2 separate regions of the Zea mays genome follow, and region 1 is linked to region 2. Evidence: chromatin contacts called from public Hi-C data. All regions are on one chromosome and are shown on one strand. The core of a region is the stretch at or near the end of the contact, and the rest is flanking DNA. Distances in the headings are between cores, read along the strand shown.

Region 1 (3,341 bases), core at 331-2,830, 210 kb before region 2:
GGTGACCTATCACAAACCTTCTGGCACCTCGAAGAGCCGAACCCAAGGTCTTGCACCTCACATGAAGGACCTAGGGTTCATTGTTATTTGGCTTTTGAATAATGATAACATAGAGGTGGAGTTCCATTGCAAAAGGAGTTCCGTTGTAAAGAGATCCCCCTAGGTCTCATTCCCCATGGGTTTGTTCGTTTGCGTCTGGATCGAAGGGGATTGGAGGGGATTAAATCTCTCCATAATCAAAATTGAATAGAAGGAGATTTAACCCTCCTTAGGGCCCATTCGTATCGACCGGATTGGCCTGTTTCCAGGCTCCTTCTAGGTGAAATAAATTGGTCCGGTTTGGAATTCGGTTGGGCCATTTCAACCGTTCATTTAGGCCTGAATTGGAAGCAAAACAGGCCCGGTTTGAACTTTCCCCTCCCTCCATGGCTCGGAACAAAACCTTTTCTCCTCATGATAGAATCCTGGTCACTATAGCACAATTTCACCAGGTTTGAGTGAACCATGTGGATCCACTCTATTTTGGTCAGGAATAAAAACACGTCTGTTTTCAAACCGTAACAAACGAACGGGCCCATGCTTTGTTTGAGTACTTTAGTATTGGCCCCAATCCACATGTGTTGTGGTGAATTGTGGTGTAAATTAGTTTAAGTTACACCACAATCCACCTCAATACATAGATTGAGGTCAATAATAGAGTACTAAAACTAGGCCTTAATCTTCTCCAATTCAGACGTAACCGAACAAGGCCTGAGTGGGATCTAGGAATATTAGGGCCCGTTTGGCAAAGCTCCAGCTCCTGCTTCTTTAGCTCCAGATCTTGATCCTCGTGAGGAGCTGATCCTCCTGATTCTCCTAGAGAATCAGAATCATTTTTAAAACCGTTTGGCAAGTAAACTGATTCTTGTCCGCTGAGAGTTGGTGGTCTGTGGCGATTGTCTGTTTTACCCTTTGCAGTTCAACTTTGTTACAAATCAATAAGTATGATGCATATACGGAAAAAAATTATGAAACAATAACATATAAAATATTCCCATCATAGTAGTGCATAAAATGGTCTTAAATGTTTAATCCATAAATTGGCTCGTTATATTTTTGTCCAATGGCAATTGCGGGTAATTTCGATCAAACTTTAAGGGGAGGTCCATATTTGGTTGGTTGAGGAGCTGTTTTAAGGGAGGGTGGAGCGGGTTTTTTTAGATCCCACCTTTCTTCACAAAAACGACTCCTAATCTTTCAGCTCCACACGAGAATCAGTTTAAAAAAATACCCGTTTGGCACGGCTCCTCCAGATCCTCGCTTAGAATCAGGAGCTGGAGCTGTGCCAAATGGGCCCTTAGTGTTTGGTTAAACGCCAACGCATAGATATTCCTCAATCTAAACCGTATGGTTTCTCTATAATTTCTGTACGAAGTAGCGGAGCTCCTATTATTTTTTTTTCTCATTTAGCAACATACCATACTGAATTGTGATATGTAGAGTGCACGAGCCAATTCAGTTCAAAATAAAAGAGAAAATTAGCATAATCTAGGGCGAGCAACGTCACCTATCCTTTCTGCCTCCCTCACTTTCCCATGTCAGCAACCCAACCCACATCCACCGGAAGATGAGAGCTCCAGCTCCAGCTGCTCCTATTCCCGCGCTGCTCTCCCGCTGCTCCTCGCCTCCCTCCTCGGCCCCGCGCCGCCTCCTCTCCTCCTCCCGCACGCCAGCCGCCTGCTGCCCGCCTCCGGCAGTCGTCCGCTCTGTCTCCGTCGATTTGCTGGCGGTCGCCGGGGAGCCGGCTGTCGCAGGCGCCCCCTCCGCAACGCCGTGCCGTCGCCTCATCCTCCTCCGTCACGGGGACAGCGCCACCGGGGGCCGCTTCACCAGAGGTATGTTTAAACGGCGGCGTCTTGTATGCCGTTTCTACACGCTAGCTAGCTTCCGCTATCATGTTGTACCTGTTGCCTCTAGCAGTGGGTTTTAGACTAATTGAATGTAGTGGTATAGTGCTGTTGTAGTCTGACCCAAATGCGTTATCCTTTTTGGTTGGCCCTCTGCATTTCTTTTTTGAAAAGCAGCGTTTAATATGTGTCCTGATGTCAGATCATGACAGACCTCTAAGCAAGGCTGGGAGAGCTGACGCAATCAGCGTCTCTAATAAACTCCAACAGATGGGATGGGTACCCGAGCTTATTCTCTGCAGGTGTGTTTCAAGTTCCAATTTATGGAAGACAGTGAATCAATTATCGTGGGTTATACCATATACCAATATAAATTATGAAAGCTTCATGGCGCAATTAGTCTCTGTTACCTAATTGAATCGGTTTGTATTTTTTTTGTTTCATTAAGTTTGTGCAAATTCTGTTGTATCTGTTCAGTTTTCTAATGTTTCTTTGCTGAAAATTATAGTGTGTCTTTATTGATTCAGTTTTTATGTCGTATTATTACCACCTTCTGCTTCATTTGTTTTGTTGTTCTTTCTCTCTTTATTTTCCTGGGAACGGTTTGATGTAGATCCTGCATTTGAATACGTATAGGTTGGTGTTCCTATGTTTATGTTTCGTCAAATATATATTGCTTCGATTCCTTTTGTGGGCCTTGTTTAAGGGGAATGACCTTGCAAAGGCTATCTATTCTATTACTCATCATCTTGCCTTTCTGGCCACAATTGCAACTGGTGCTTTTAAGAGAATGGACACGTATAGAATTCAATACCTCTATTACAATACCATCTTTTTATTCTGGTCATGTTATTTCTTTCTCGAGCCAAACTTTGTTTGCAGATTCTGACCTATTTATTTAAAATTTGTTTATCTGGAGAATGAAGATGATTAAATAATCGTTTGGTTTGGTCAATTAATATGCATAGCAATAGAATGTGCCATTCATGTTATTGTTGATAATAACTCTCCTTCAACACAGTGATGCAATGCGCACAAAGGAGACTCTTAAGATTCTGCAAGAGCATGTCCATGGATTGTCTGAAGCAGTAGTGCACTTTATCCCAAGTTTCTACTCAATTGCGGCAATGGATGGCCAAACTGCAGAGCATTTGCAAAAGGCGATTTGTGAATATTCGAGTGATGAGATCTTAACTGTGATGTGAGTCTTCCACAAACTTTTGTTGATTACCATTTGTTTTCAATGGATGCTTTGACTTCTAGCCTACCCAGCTTGCTTGGAACTAAAAGGCTTTATTGTTGCTACTGTTGTTGGATGCTTTAACTTCGTATCATTTTCCCTTAAGATCTGATATTCGTATCTCATTGCGGGACATAGCATGACACTTGTTTAGAATAACTACTCAGGTGCATGGGTCATAATAAAGGATGGGAAGAAGCCGCCTCTATGTTTTC
Region 2 (3,091 bases), core at 202-2,701:
TTTGACGCGCAAGTCCATCAATCTTATGCACATTAATAGTACATATGCTTCTGCGACAAAGTGGTTTCTATGATGATTGTTGAATCGTATCATAGATTTTCTTAGAGGGTGTGTGATCCTCATTGTCCATAGTCTGCACTCCAGAAAAAGTATTCGTTGGAAACCTTATATATAAGAGAAGTATATTTCTTTGGTGCCTTATTTAGTTTTTGTATCTACCTCTGCCCACTTTTTTATACCTCAGTAAAAAGAAGAGCACAATAATTGGAAAGAAGAGGATGCATTATTATAATGTTGATAAGGTACAACATTGAAAAAATGCATCAACAACAATGAACAATGCGAAAAAGTAAATCATGCAACACTTAAAAGAAGAAACTTATAATACCACCACCAACATAAAAGAATAATAGCAGGTGTTAGGAAGACATAAAGGAAGGCATAACTAAAGGTACCTTAATCAAGCAACAAATTTCTAAGCAGATATATAGAAGTTAATGAAATCTGAACTGCCCAACGAAAGTCTATAGTTCACACACAATTAAAATATTCATAAGAAACTGAAAAAGATGTATTTGGAAAAATAAAGATAAGCCCAACATAAATTAAAAGGCAGAACAAATTGTATCAAGGTGAAGGAAAAAAGAGGCTTGCAAGGAAATGCATATGCAGGTACAACAAACACAACAAAGGGCACGATAAGCATTCTGCAAGCACAAATACAAAAAAGAAAAAACAAAGTCATGACAAATTTTCACATCACCTTCAGAATGCGGAGGTCCTCTTAGATTGGACAAGCCTTGTGTCTAAATTGCCGGACCTCCTAAAAATGGAATGCAAATGATTTAATAAGAAAGTTTCACATATTACACGAAGGAGCATTGACGCAACAAACATACTTAATACAACACATTAGACACACATGTTTCGAAATGAACAAAATTAACATTATGTGTAAAATAGCATGGACAACACAGCAGAAGCAAGATTCTTAGACACTGCACTCACGTAATCATTGTGTTGAATGCATTATGAAGACAAATAGCATAGGAGGATGTCGATGTGGGAACCTGCTTGGGTCACCTGGCAGCCAACACACAAAGAGCCAGAATATAAATGATGTGACATCTTTTATCGTCCATTTACATTAACTTATTATACTTGCTCTAAATCTATCTACGACAACTTATCAATCGCTATATCAATATTCAAAATTCACTATTCAAATAGTATAATGTTCAATACAGAATAATATTTTAGTTGATTATATGGATAAACGGTCGAACATGGTCTAAGCAATGTCTTAGTTGACCTTTTTGTTCTTCTTCCTGTACAAAGGCGCAAGGAACAAAACGACATCAAATTTCCAGCCCGTTCTTCTGGACCGATGACTTTTTCTGGTTGGTTCCAAGTTCCAACATGACAGGCACGAAGGCAAGTCGAGCAGACAGCAACATCTAGCACGAAGCACCGGCCTTGTACGCATCCTCCCTTCGCATCGAGGAATCGCGGGCCCACCGCGGCACCAAGGCCCCCCGCATTCCGTCCCGCCGCGGCGTCGCTCCCTTGTTCTCTCCCGAGCCGTCCGCGAACCAACCCGTGCTACCTCCGATTCTTCGCCTCGTCGTTCTTTCTAGAACCTCCGCTCCGCCTAATCCCGAACGAGACTAGGGAGGTTCCAGCGCCGCCGGTGGGGGAGATGGCGCTGGAGCTGAGCCTGGCCTCGGCTTCGCCGCCGGCGGGCGGCGGCTTGGCGCAGCCGCCGCCCCTCGCCCCACCCGGGAAGGAGCAGCAAGTGGCCGGCGTGGGGATTCTACTGCAGATCTCCATGCTCGTGCTCTCGTTCGTCCTCGGCCACGTCCTGCGCCGCCACCGCTTCTACTACCTCCCCGAGGCCAGCGCCTCGCTTCTAATTGGTACGTATGCGCCTGCCCTGCGCACCATGCCTTACCTCCCCGAGACTGAAATGTTAGGCATAGTGGCTACTCACTCTGGTACACTATAGACGATTCATTTAGGACGATGGTTTTAGATGCTACAAATAAATCTTAGTTCTCAAGTTCATAAATATGCTTTCATCGAGTTTCTTACAGAATTGGAGCGTATTCACGACGTAAAACCTATCAAAAAACATAATGGTTACTTCATCGGTACTTTTGTTCCTTGTCACCTTGACTAATTCATCAGCGCCTGTCGGAAGAGCTTTTAAGTCAGTGTCCTGTATCCCTCAGGATGCAATGCCTACATTCAGTTTCACATCTCTAGTATCCACTTTTTTTTTCAAGCAATCACCCATAGGTAGGCCCTAGCCTCCTTGACATCTCTAGTCTCAACCTTTTTTTTTCAAGCAAGCACCTCTAGTTTCCTTGACACTCTGCTGCTGGTTTGAACTCGAATTGGCCTCTTTTGGTCAATACTTTTTTCTCCAACATGTAGGAGAGCTGCTTATCATTTATAATAAGAAAAAAGGGAAAGACCCCTTACAAACACCCCAAACTCACACCAAAGAAGCTAACCTAGATGCTCGCCCTTGCTATAATAAAAGGCGACCTTGGCTTAGTCTCACATAGGCAGCAGGCCAGCTAAGTAAGAAATATTCCTGGCGCCTGCAATATACCACAAGCTCATGTCCTCTAAGGAAAGAGTTGAAGCCCAGGGCCCTGGGCTAGATTAGGCAAAGCTCCATCAAACACACAATGATTCTTATGGAGTTATGGTTCCAAAGTGTCCAAGCTCCCAAGATGATGATAGAGTTCAAGCTTTTTATTGCCAAACCATCCACAGACCTCGTTTGTTCTGGCCCAGCAGCACTTGCAATACTTTGCCTACCAATCCTTTGCAGCAATCTGTACAAAAAATCTCATGCAACACCAGAAGACGGTTGATAGTTACCGAGTCCTAATAACAATAAGGACACTGAGTTGGATGATCAAGACCATGCCGTGCTAGCCTATTGGCTATCCAGCACCTATTATGTGTGACCAACCACATAAAGAAGAGGTATTCGCCTGGCGCCCAAGTTTTCCAAATCCTCTCACATGGTTCAAATCTTACTGCGCCCTGAAAAAATAATAACCACTGAATTTCAACT

Evidence for each region. Hi-C and Micro-C count contacts between places; a contact is called where the count stands out from the background.
Region 1: a contact with region 2 is called in a Hi-C map of ear, with 2.0 times the contacts expected there. The contact joins the promoter of LOC100279002 here to the promoter of LOC100272972 in region 2. A contact is called at or near these places in 2 of 25 Hi-C or Micro-C datasets (ear and leaf).

What each region holds. Positions count from the first base shown.
Region 1 is chr7:83,171,931-83,175,271 of Zm-B73-REFERENCE-NAM-5.0, reverse strand. It overlaps LOC100279002 (Phosphoglycerate mutase family protein), which reads left to right and starts at 1,580. Exons shown (of 5, transcript NM_001152078.2): 1 at 1,580-1,874; 2 at 2,089-2,188; 3 at 2,908-3,087; 4 at 3,294-3,341. The coding sequence starts at 1,607.
Region 2 is chr7:82,962,647-82,965,737 of Zm-B73-REFERENCE-NAM-5.0, reverse strand. LOC100272972 reads left to right here and starts at 1,451. Exons shown (of 22, transcript NM_001147423.1): 1 at 1,451-1,916. The coding sequence starts at 1,700.